Linked DNA regions of Sus scrofa: region 1 is linked to region 2. A link is a contact called in public HiChIP or PLAC-seq data. All regions are on one chromosome and are shown on one strand. Each heading gives the region's core, a stretch centred on a gene start, on an enhancer-like site or on the middle of the called end of the contact. The rest is flanking DNA. Distances are from core to core; before and after follow the strand shown.

Region 1 (5,029 bases), core at 1,084-3,583, 120 kb before region 2:
GGTATCACTGACTCCTACAGTGCGAAGGTAAGAAATGAGGCCTGCAGGATGGATGACAGCAGGTGAACTGAGCCCTCCCACAAAGATGGGGCTAAGAACCAGAAGAGAGAGGCAGGCCAGCTGGTTGGAGGGTGGGGGGAGACCCAGGAAAGAAGGGTCCCAGGAGCCAAGAGACTGGGGTGGGGGACCCAGAGGGGGGAAGGTGGCCGGGCATGTGGCGTGACTGCACCTGCCACTTTAACAAGGATATCACGGGGTAGGGGGATTAGGAGTTTGGGATTAACATATACACACTCCTATATATAAAACAGATAACCAGCAAGGACCTGCTGTGAGCACAGGGCCATTCTCTGTAGAGACCTAGATGAGAAAACAATCTGTAAAAGAAGGGACATGTATATACGTGTAACAGGTTCAGTTTGCAGTACACCTGCAACTAATCCAACATCGTAAATCAACTACACTCCAATTAAATGTTTGAAAATAAAAATCAGTAAAAATAGAGGCGTCTCATTGTGGCTCAGCAGGTCAAGAACCCGACTAGCATCCATGAGGATGCAGATTCGATACCTGGCCTTGCTCAGGGAGTTGTGTGTATATGTGTGTGTGTGTGTGTGTGTGTGTTTCTACATGACTGAGTCACTTTGATGTACAACAGAAATTAACACAACACTGTAAATCAAGTATACTTCAATTTAAAAAACACCTTTTGCAACAGAGCTGTTTAGAGCAAAAATAATTCCAATCTCAGGGCACACAAGAAAGCAAACAACTAACTGAGCCCTTCCACTTGCTGGAAGGGTGACAATGAGGCTGAGAGTCAGGCTTCAGGCTGGGAGGGAATGGGTGGGCAGGCAGGTGCTGTGGGGAGGGCTCGGGGGGAGCCAGCCGGCAGGGCTGTCTTCTGGTCACACCAACACCAGCCCTTTCCCTGTCCCGTCCTGGACACTGAGTGAGACCCCTCAGGGGAGGGGGAGGGGGCTCTTTGGTTGGGCTGGGGGGCAGGTGGGGACACACAAGTGGTGCTTCATCCCTCTTTGAGTCCCCAGGACTGGAAACACTAAGGGTCTCTGGGGAGTATAGTTTATACTTCTGAGGCCGTGACAACAGCTGAAACTTCATACGCAGCGAATGCACTCTTTACACACACGCTCGTCCCCCCAAGTCCTAACAAGCACACCACCGAGAACAACTGGGGCATCCTCCGCAGGAAAGCTTGGACGCAATCCGGGACTGCAATCAAGACAACTGTCGCAGGGGGTGAACACGGGATCTATTTTTAACGACACCCCCAGATGACGTGATTCCGCTGCCCTTGGCTCCCACCCAGGCCAGCGCTTCAAACCTCTTCCTGCTCAAACGGTTCCTTAAACCCGATGAAACTCCAAGCCCCCAGAACCAGGACATCTAGTTTCCAAAATAAACACCTCGAGGGAGGGAGTGGCTCGGCTGGGATGGGATCATAAACATGGCTTCATTCCGTTAACAACCTCACGGAAAACAAAATCGACAAATGTTCTACACGCGGTCGTTAAAGATTAAATCTCTGCCATGGAATTGTCCCTTCGGTGGGAAGACAAAAAATTCCAAAGACGCCACCAATTCCTTCAAGTGATCACCTGCAAAATGGCATTCTGGTTTTGCCGGATTTCCAGATCCCAATCCATTCCACAGAGATCCGTGGAGCAAAGAGCCCCAACAGCCAGCCTGGGTGTTCCCGGCCAGAATCAGAGGGCGTGCGAATTGAGGTCGCATACGAAAGCCTAAAATCTTGGAGTTCCCTTGCGGCTCAGCTAGTATCCACGAGGATGCGGATTCGATCCCTGGCCTTGCTCAGTGGGCAGTGGGGTTCGGATGCCGCATTGCTGTGGCACAGACCCGATCCCCTAGCCTGGGAATGTCCATATGCTGCAGATGCAGCCAATTAAAAAAATAAAATAAAACCGAAAATCGTAGTGGAGGTTATCTTCCCTCAAGCCCCGTCTTTTAAACAAGAGGAGGCTTGAGCCAGGACCACCTAGCTGGACAGGGGCTACATTTCCAAAGGTGGACCCAAGACACAGCTGGGGGTAAATTGGCCCAGTGCCCTAACAGGAGAGCTGTCCCAACCCCAAGGGCTTAGGGAATCTGAAACGAGTCCGGCTGAATCCTGGAGGTCACATTTGCAACCCCCCGACCCCCCCGCCCCAGTCAAGTACAAGTTCCCTACTTGTACTCACGGAAATCCTCTGCTTTTTTTTTTCACTTTAGTGTCAAACCTGCAGCATATGGAAGTTCCCAGGCTAAGGGCTGAGTCATAGCTACAGCTGCTGGCCTACACCACAGCCACAGCAACTTGGAATCCAAGCTGCCTCTGTGACCTAAGCCACAGCTCACGGCAATGCCGGTTCCTTAACCCACTGCACAAGGGCAGGTATCAAAACAGCGTCCTCATGGATACTAGTCAGCGTTTAACCCCCTGAGCCACAACAGGAACTCCCCCCAAATGCTGTTCTGTCCCCACTCCTCCTCCAGCTACTGATCCTTACTTTTCCTTCAAGGTCAAGTTCCAGTGTCACCCAAACCGTGAAAGGCTTCCCTCTGCTGCACTCCCCTATTCCATGGTTTATACCAGGACACTGATCACCATTCTCCTTAAAGAACGGTTTTATGTACATGACATACGTAAGTACAAGCCCCTCGAACAGACAGGACCGTGTCTTAGGCCCTCCTGTAAATGCCTCATGTTCACTCAGTGCCTTTCATACAATAGACAAAGAAGCTGTATTCAATAAATAAAAGATTAGTCATCTGTGCTTTGCCTGTGACCTGAGCCGTGCCCTTGGCTATGGGCCCTGGGGGCCTCCCCAGGGATGGAGAAAAAAGAGACACTCAGGAGATGGACCGATGAGCTCCATCCCACCACTTCCAAGCCAGGGGTTTGTCTTTGGCTCCAGGGCCACTAGGGCATCTGTGAGAGTGAGTACCTGGCACTGTGTCCTGTCACACAGTTGGAGCTAAATAAACACTGCTGAATGACTAACACAGAGGGCAACGTCCACTGCTGAAGGCCAAGGCTGCCCTGTTCCCCCTCACCCATCGAAACTGGTCTGATAAAGGACTGACAAAATGGTATTCAGGTAAATCAAATTTTAAGACTTAAAGAATCTTTTTAAAAATATTTTTGATAAAAATAGACGTTTTTCTGTTCCCCAGTGGAACAGAGAGAGAGACCAGAAACACACTCAGACATGTATAGACAAATGGTGCTCTGGGTTTTTTTTTTGTCTTTTTCTAGGACCGCACCTGCAGCACATGGAGATTCCCAGGCAAGGGGTGTAATCACAGGTGTAGCTGCCGGCCTATGCCAGGGCCACAGCAATGCGGGATCCGAGCTGCGTCTGCAACCTACACTACAGCTCATGGCAATGCCGGATCCTTAACCCACTGAGCGAGGCCAGGGATAGAACCCGAAATCTCATGGTTCCTAGTCGGGACTTGTTAACCACTGAGCCATGATGGGAACTCCACAAATGGTTTTTGAAAGACAAACAAAAGCAATTCAGTGTTGCATCTTTTCAAAAGATGAGCCTGAGAAAGCAATAGCCACATACAAAAGGATTCATTTCAACCTTGTCCTCAAACTAGATGTGAGACCCAAATAGAGAGCTACAACTATACAAACTACACAACTGCTAGATGAAAGCATGAGAGTCAATCTTTGTGACCTTGGTTTGGGTAAAGACATCTAATACATGACACCAAAAGTGTATGTGATAAATAAAAAGAAAACCCCCAAATAAGAGGGTGCATAACCCAATTTAAAAAATAGGAGTTCCCATCGTGGCACAGCAGAAACAAATCTGACTAGGAACCATGAAGTTGCGGGTTCGATCTCTGGCCTCGTTCAGTGGGTTAAAGATCCAGCGTTGCCGTAAGCTGTGATGCAGGTCGCAGACACGGCTGAGACCTGGTGTTGCTGTGGCTCTGGCACAGGCCGGCAGCTGTAGCTCTCATTGGATCCCTAGCCTAGGAACCTCCATATGCCACGGGTGCAGCCCTGAAAAGACAAAAGGCAAAAAAAAATTTTTAAATAAAGAATTTTTAAAAATTAAAAAATAGGCAAAGATCTGAATCTATATTTCACCAGAGAAGATACACAAATGGCCAAAAAGTACATGAAAAGAGGCTCAACGTCAGTAGTTGTTAGAGAAACACAAAGCAAGACCACAATGAGACAGCATTTCACACCCCCCAGGACAGCTAAAATAAAAAAGACTCTAAGTGTCCACAAGAATTCAGAGAAACTGGACCCTCCCCCTGCCCTCGACAGCCCCCCACCCCCGCCCCCACGTCACCCTAGTGGAAATTCAACACGGTGCAACCACTTTGGAAAATAGTGTGGTAGTTTCTTACACGGTCGACCTAGATTTACCAAATCACCCAACAATCCCACTCCTGGATGTGTACCCAAAATAAATGAAAATATATGTCCCTACAAAGACCTACACGTTTGCATTTATAGCAGCATTTCCATAACAGCCAAAAGATGCCCATCAACTGTTAAGTGGAAAAGCCAACTGTGATAAATGCATGGACAATAAAGAGGAAGGAATACATGCTGCCACTCAGCGGAACACACAAAAAAACTATGCTGAGCGGGAGAAGCCAGAATCAAAACAAAAAACCAAAAACCATATGATTCTATGTATGTGAAATACCCAGAAAAGACAAGTCTACTGAGATAGACGATCGAGCCATGATTCCCTAGGGCTCAGGGGAGTGGGGAGAAGAGAGCAGAGGGGACAAGGTTTCTTTGTAGGGCCATGGGAGTGCTTTAAAATCAGACTGGTGGGGACTGTCCCATTCTGTAAAGGTGCTAAAAACCATCCAATTTCGGGCACTTCAAACAAGCGAATTTTATGGTGTGCCCAACACCTCTCCAAAAAGTCGCTCTTCAAGCCAGTGGGCTCACACTCCCTGGCACACTGAGGGGCAGTGATGTATGCACGCGGGGAATGTGTACCTGCCTCGAAATACAAAAGGACTT
Region 2 (5,325 bases), core at 2,372-4,871:
GAAGAGAGAGAGAGAGTGTGTGTGTGTGTGTGAATCGTTGGGTCACTCTGCTATATAGCAGAAACTGGCACAACATTGGAAATCAACTATACTTAAAAAGAAAAAAAAGGATCTGAAACCAATCACTTTATTTGCTTTTAGATAACAGATTCACTGCTCTACAGTAATATAAACCACGCCCGGAGGATTCCCAACAAGAATACAGTAGAGTTAAATAGAACATTCCAGGTTTCTAGGTCACACTACTGCTGCATTTCTGAGGTCAAGCAAAACAGCACTGGCTCCATTTCTCTAACAAGGAAGGTCTAACAATGATTAATATTAAAAATTTGTTTCTAATGTTATGTCAACTATACCTCAATTTTTTTTAAATTTTTCTTTTTATGGCCACACCTGCAGCATATGGAAGTTTCCCAGCCAAGGGTAGAATGGGAGTTGCAGGCCGACACAGCCAGAGTAACGCTGAATCCTTAGCCCACTGAGCAAAGCCAGGGATCGAACCAGCATCCTCACAGAGACAACATCCGGTCCTTAACCCGATAAGCCACAATAGAAGCTCCAATTATACCTCAATTTTTTTTGTGTGTGTGTGTGTGTGTATGTCTATTTTTGCCATTTCTAGGGCCGCTCCCACGGAATACGGAGGTTCCCAGGCTAGGGGTCGAATTGGATCCATAGCCACCAGCCTACACCAGAGCCACAGCAATGTAGGATCCAAGCCACGTCTGTGACCCACACCACAGCTCACGGCAATGCCAGATCCTTAATCCACTGAGCAAGGGCAGGGATCGAACCTGCAACCTCATGGTTCCTAGTCAGATTCGTTAACCACTGCACCATGACAGGAACTCCTACCTCAATTTTTTAAAAAAGAAAATAAGCTGTTTCAATACCGTATTTTTTAATGACCACAGACTACGGATTGTTTACAAATTAAAAAGGAAACACTCCTGGTTTCTTGAACCAGAAATTCAACAGAGAAGCTGTTGCATCCTTTTCAGACGCCACCCACAGAGATGACCTGTCTGCTGTGCTGTCCATTCCCGAGGTTTTTCTGGGACCAGCCTCCCTTCCATCCCTCGCCTCTCCCTGTGCCCTGGCCCCCTGCTCTGTCTCCTGGTTTCCTGAGCCGCACTCCCGACTCAGCCCTCCACACTGCTAGCAGTTATCCTCCTGAGGCCGATCCCACTGGTAACATCCTGCCAGGAGCCATGAGAGTTCCCCTCCCTGCCTAGAGAAGACTCCCCAAAGTTGGTGCGAGCCGCGGCCCCCCAGGCTCTTTTCAGTCTGGTCCACGGAGCCCACATCCATCTTCCCAGACCCTCAGCCCAGCCCTAACGTTCGCTAAAGTCTAAAACTGATCATGCACTTCAGCCAAAGTTTCAAAGAAGGTTCTGTGGCTGTACAAGAAGTGCAGCTGTCCTGAGGTTTCCCCTCCTGGTACCCGCACCCTTTCCGGGGGTAAAATCCTATTTGACTGTCAGGACACAGCTTTTCCCAACACCCAACCCAAGCAGAACTGTTTGCTCCCTCTTCTAAGAGAGGAGAAAGTAGGGTGGAAAACATAGCTGAGAAAATTGTATTAAAGGGATAAACAAATATATAAATTGTAAAAAGCCTTATTTGATCACTTACAGAAATAATGACACAGTTCAGCAAACGGACTGCTGCCTGAAATTCCCCTCCGGTCGTAAGCAGAATGAGATCTGTATAAATTACTAAGGGCTGAGAAATGGACACAGATCTTCTTCAAAAGCCGTGGTAAACTAACACCACACTGGAAATCAACCATACTCCCACGCAATTTTTTAAAAAAGAAATTGCCCCCCAAAATAAAATGAACCTAGATTATTAGAATACCCAAAAAGAAAGTCACTGTAGAGAGAGGAGCCCCAGGTAACAGAAGCGTCTGGGTTGCTTTTTAATTCATGTGAAATACCAAACGCTGAAAACCACAATGCTTCTCACTCAATTCATCAGGCTTATGGAGTCAAATAACCTTAGTGAGTTTTATACATTTTTACACTCAGTTGTGGAGCTAAAACAGGAAAGAACACAGTCAACAGTCAACTATATTCCAATATACATGTATTTTTTAATTAGTCAGGTTCCAGCAAACTTAGATACTGGGATTCCAGAAAACGCCAATCCTCTGTTAGACATGGGTTTAAAAGGGTTTGTCTTTCTTCTAAAAAAGATTTACTAGGAAGATTTGTGCCACTTTTTGGGGGAAAAAAAAATTACAGAAACAAGAAGCTTGTTGGTGCTGTTTTCCTCCATGAAATCTTAGCTATTTCAATTTTGAGATTTTTTTTTTTTTACAACTACTATGTCTTCCTTGATACTTTCCAACTCTGTGAATTAAAGAAAAACGTTTAACCTTTTTTTTTTTTTTTTGCTTCATTTTCTCTCTGTAAAATACGGGATAATAACAGTATTTCAAAATGTTATAGTGAAGATTAAATGAGTTATATAACATTTACTTAAATCAGAGCTTGAGAGAAAGGAAATAAAATCTGAATATTAATGATCAAAAAAAAAGGAACATGGGACAGCCCAGATATTCCATCTTTTGTGTCCCCTCTGCAACTTTCAAAGTTCTTCCAATCCCAGTCTCATGAACAGGCTCAGTTCAAGCTCTCCAGCTCCCAAAGACCCAGGCTCCTAGACCCAAAGGCAGAAACATACAAACGCCTCTGCCTGGCTGCAGAATAACATTAGAACATTGAGTTCTTCTCACCACCTTGACTTACAAATCACTTATTACTTGAAATCATCATTAAGCCAGAAAAACAAGTACCTTTACATTACTCCAATAAAAAGTCTGAAAAAGCATATAGCTTGTCGGGGTCAGTGTACTGTACAGAAGAAATTGACACCACACTGTAAATCAACGGTACTCTAATAAAAATAATTTTTAAAAAAATCAGAAAGTTTGTTTTAAAATACAGCTCTCTAGGCCCCACTTCAAAAGATTCTGAATTAGAACTGGCTGAGGGCTGGGCAAAAGCATTTTTAGTCTCCACTGGTGATTCTGATGTACTGTCCTGTTTAGGAACTTCTGCTATGGAACATTATTTACATTTTATATGATAAATAGGCTACCCTATTGTATTAAGGTGACACTCATTTTGATTTTTATTCCTAAATAAAAATGTCTTCCTCAACTCTAAAAATTTTGTTTTAATTTTTCTGAATTTAACAAAAGTAAAGAAAAAAGTATACAGCTTTTTTTGAAATTCTTAACTAAACTGAGTTGACTAACTTGTTGGAAAAACTGTACAAGGCTCAATCAGGACAGCAACAACAACACGACAAAGACTAAAGTAGCATGAGTGTGATATTTTGGGTTCAAAGTTAAATTCACCAAGAGTATCTAATAACTGGTGACATTCCTGAACTGATATGTGTTTCTTATGCTGTAAGGCAATGAACAAATTCCTCAGTCAATTTAAACCCTAATTATTTGGTATCAATTACTTTTCAAATCCATGTAATAATAACACTATAAAATACTCAACTATGTCATCTGGAAAATCCTTGGACTCTCAGCTATTCTCTCCGACTACAGTGAAGTCAAATACGTGTTATGGTTATTAACGTGTCCAGACTTTAGGTTTCCAATTTCAGGACAGACATTGCCGGTTGCAAACGCAATATCCATTCTCTCTTCTTCTTTTTTTTTTTTTTTTGGTCTTTTTGCCTTTTCTAGGGCTTCACCTTCAGCATATGGAAGTTTCCAGGCTAGGGGTCCAATCGGAGCTGTAGCTGCCGGCCTACACCACAGCCACAGCAACTCGGGATCCGAGCTGCGTCTGCAACCTACACCACAGCTCACGGCAATGCTGTATCCTTAACCCACTGAGCAAGGCCAGGGATCGAACCCGCAACCTCATGGTTCCTAGATGGATTCGTTAACCACTGAGCCACGACAGGAACTCCAATTCTCTCCTTATTCTTTACCAACAGAACTTCAATTCTGTTCAGGAACTAAATGAGGCCAGCTGAAATGTATGTATTTTCCTAGTCTACCTTGCAGACAGCAGTGGCCCCTGTAACAGTTTTGGCCAGTGAAATATAAGCTAAAAGTGCTCAGTGGGCTTCTAAAAAAAGCTCTTCAAAAGGAGGCAGAATCAACCAGTCTGCATCTTTGGATCTTTGTCCTTGCACTTCCTCTTCTTCCCGTGTGGAAATGAAATGCAAAGGGTGGAAGAGCAGCAGCCATCTTGTAATGAGAGAATGACCATATGATGTACCACAAGTGGCAGAGAAGAAATAATAGGAGTCTGGATCCTACCGCCAAATTGAGGTGCCCTACAGCCTGGCCGTCCTAGCTGGGGCCTCTCAGTCCCCAAGGAAAAAAAAGCACACTTTTTACTGGAGCGATGTGAAGATGCTTACTCTTCTGGCTTAATGATGATTTCGGGTAATGAGGGATAGGACATCATCTGTTTTCGGCTCCAAACAGCCCAACACAATCTTAACTAACACTCATTACCGGATTAAGCCTATTTCATTTTTTAAGAGCAAAGAGAAAGCCCAGACCAATGTTGTTATAACTAGCTACAATGTAACACTATCACGATGGAGCCCAGTTAAAGGTCACTTGTTATACAACTGACCATGAAGCCACATGAGCAGATGAAACCTGAAATCAAGTTTCTGCAGAATCTCAAAGCCAGCTGAAAACCACTCCGTACCAAAGGGACAAAGTTCCCAGAAACCTTTACACTCCAGCTTTCAATTCAACTGGCATCAAGGTTAGTTTACACAGCAAAAAGGCAAGATTTTGACCATTCACATATACACCAGTAGGCCATAAAACTGAACTGAAAATGACCACTACGGCTGGAACAGTTCTCATTTCCTTCTGTCACCAAGCCCATGAGTAGAATCACACTGTCCTGATGAGAGGAGAAAAAGCATTTACTCAGCGTTTCCGTGGAAAACCGAACATGATGCCTTTTTTCTTAACTGAAGAGGGTTCTTAGTCATATATACATATATATGCAGTTATTGATAAATAAGAAATCTGCCACTCAGCTTTCATAAAGAATAATAATGAAACACTTTTTACAGTTGTCTGGGGATAACCAATACATTTCCAGATCACTGGAAAAATACCCATTCTCTTGGACCAAAATAACATCCCTTCCTTGTCAATTAAGTCTAAAATGTATAGAACAGAATTTCTTGGGTTCACATTAGTGATCTCATTTTCACACTTAACATCATCAATTTTATTTTTTTAATACTCTCTTTCCTTTTCTTTTTTTGGCTACACACCCACAGCATGCAGAAGTTCCTGGGCCAGGCATCGATCCC

What was found. HiChIP or PLAC-seq counts read pairs in DNA pulled down with a chosen protein or histone mark.
Region 1: an H3K27ac HiChIP or PLAC-seq map of skeletal muscle shows a contact between it and region 2. The contact joins two enhancer-like sites. A contact is called at or near these places in 11 of 47 Hi-C or Micro-C datasets (embryonic fibroblasts, fetal heart ventricle, fetal skeletal muscle and 4 more) and 1 of 2 datasets of contacts at active chromatin or transcription factors (skeletal muscle).

What each region holds. Positions count from the first base shown.
Region 1 is chr7:29,040,800-29,045,828 of Sscrofa11.1, reverse strand. The region is part of intron 5 of DST (dystonin); the gene reads right to left. Among named protein-coding and RNA genes, the nearest start is that of DST, 230 kb to the right of the region's middle. Within about 2 kb of position 2,333, at least 24 of the 83 cell types and tissues checked have an H3K27ac peak or open chromatin away from gene starts, as enhancers often do. A contact at or near this core is called in skeletal muscle, where this site is marked.
Region 2 is chr7:28,924,402-28,929,726 of Sscrofa11.1, reverse strand. All of the region lies in intron 4 of DST (dystonin), which reads right to left. Among named protein-coding and RNA genes, the nearest start is that of DST, 110 kb to the right of the region's middle. Within about 2 kb of position 3,621, at least 3 of the 83 cell types and tissues checked have an H3K27ac peak or open chromatin away from gene starts, as enhancers often do. A contact at or near this core is called in skeletal muscle, where this site is marked.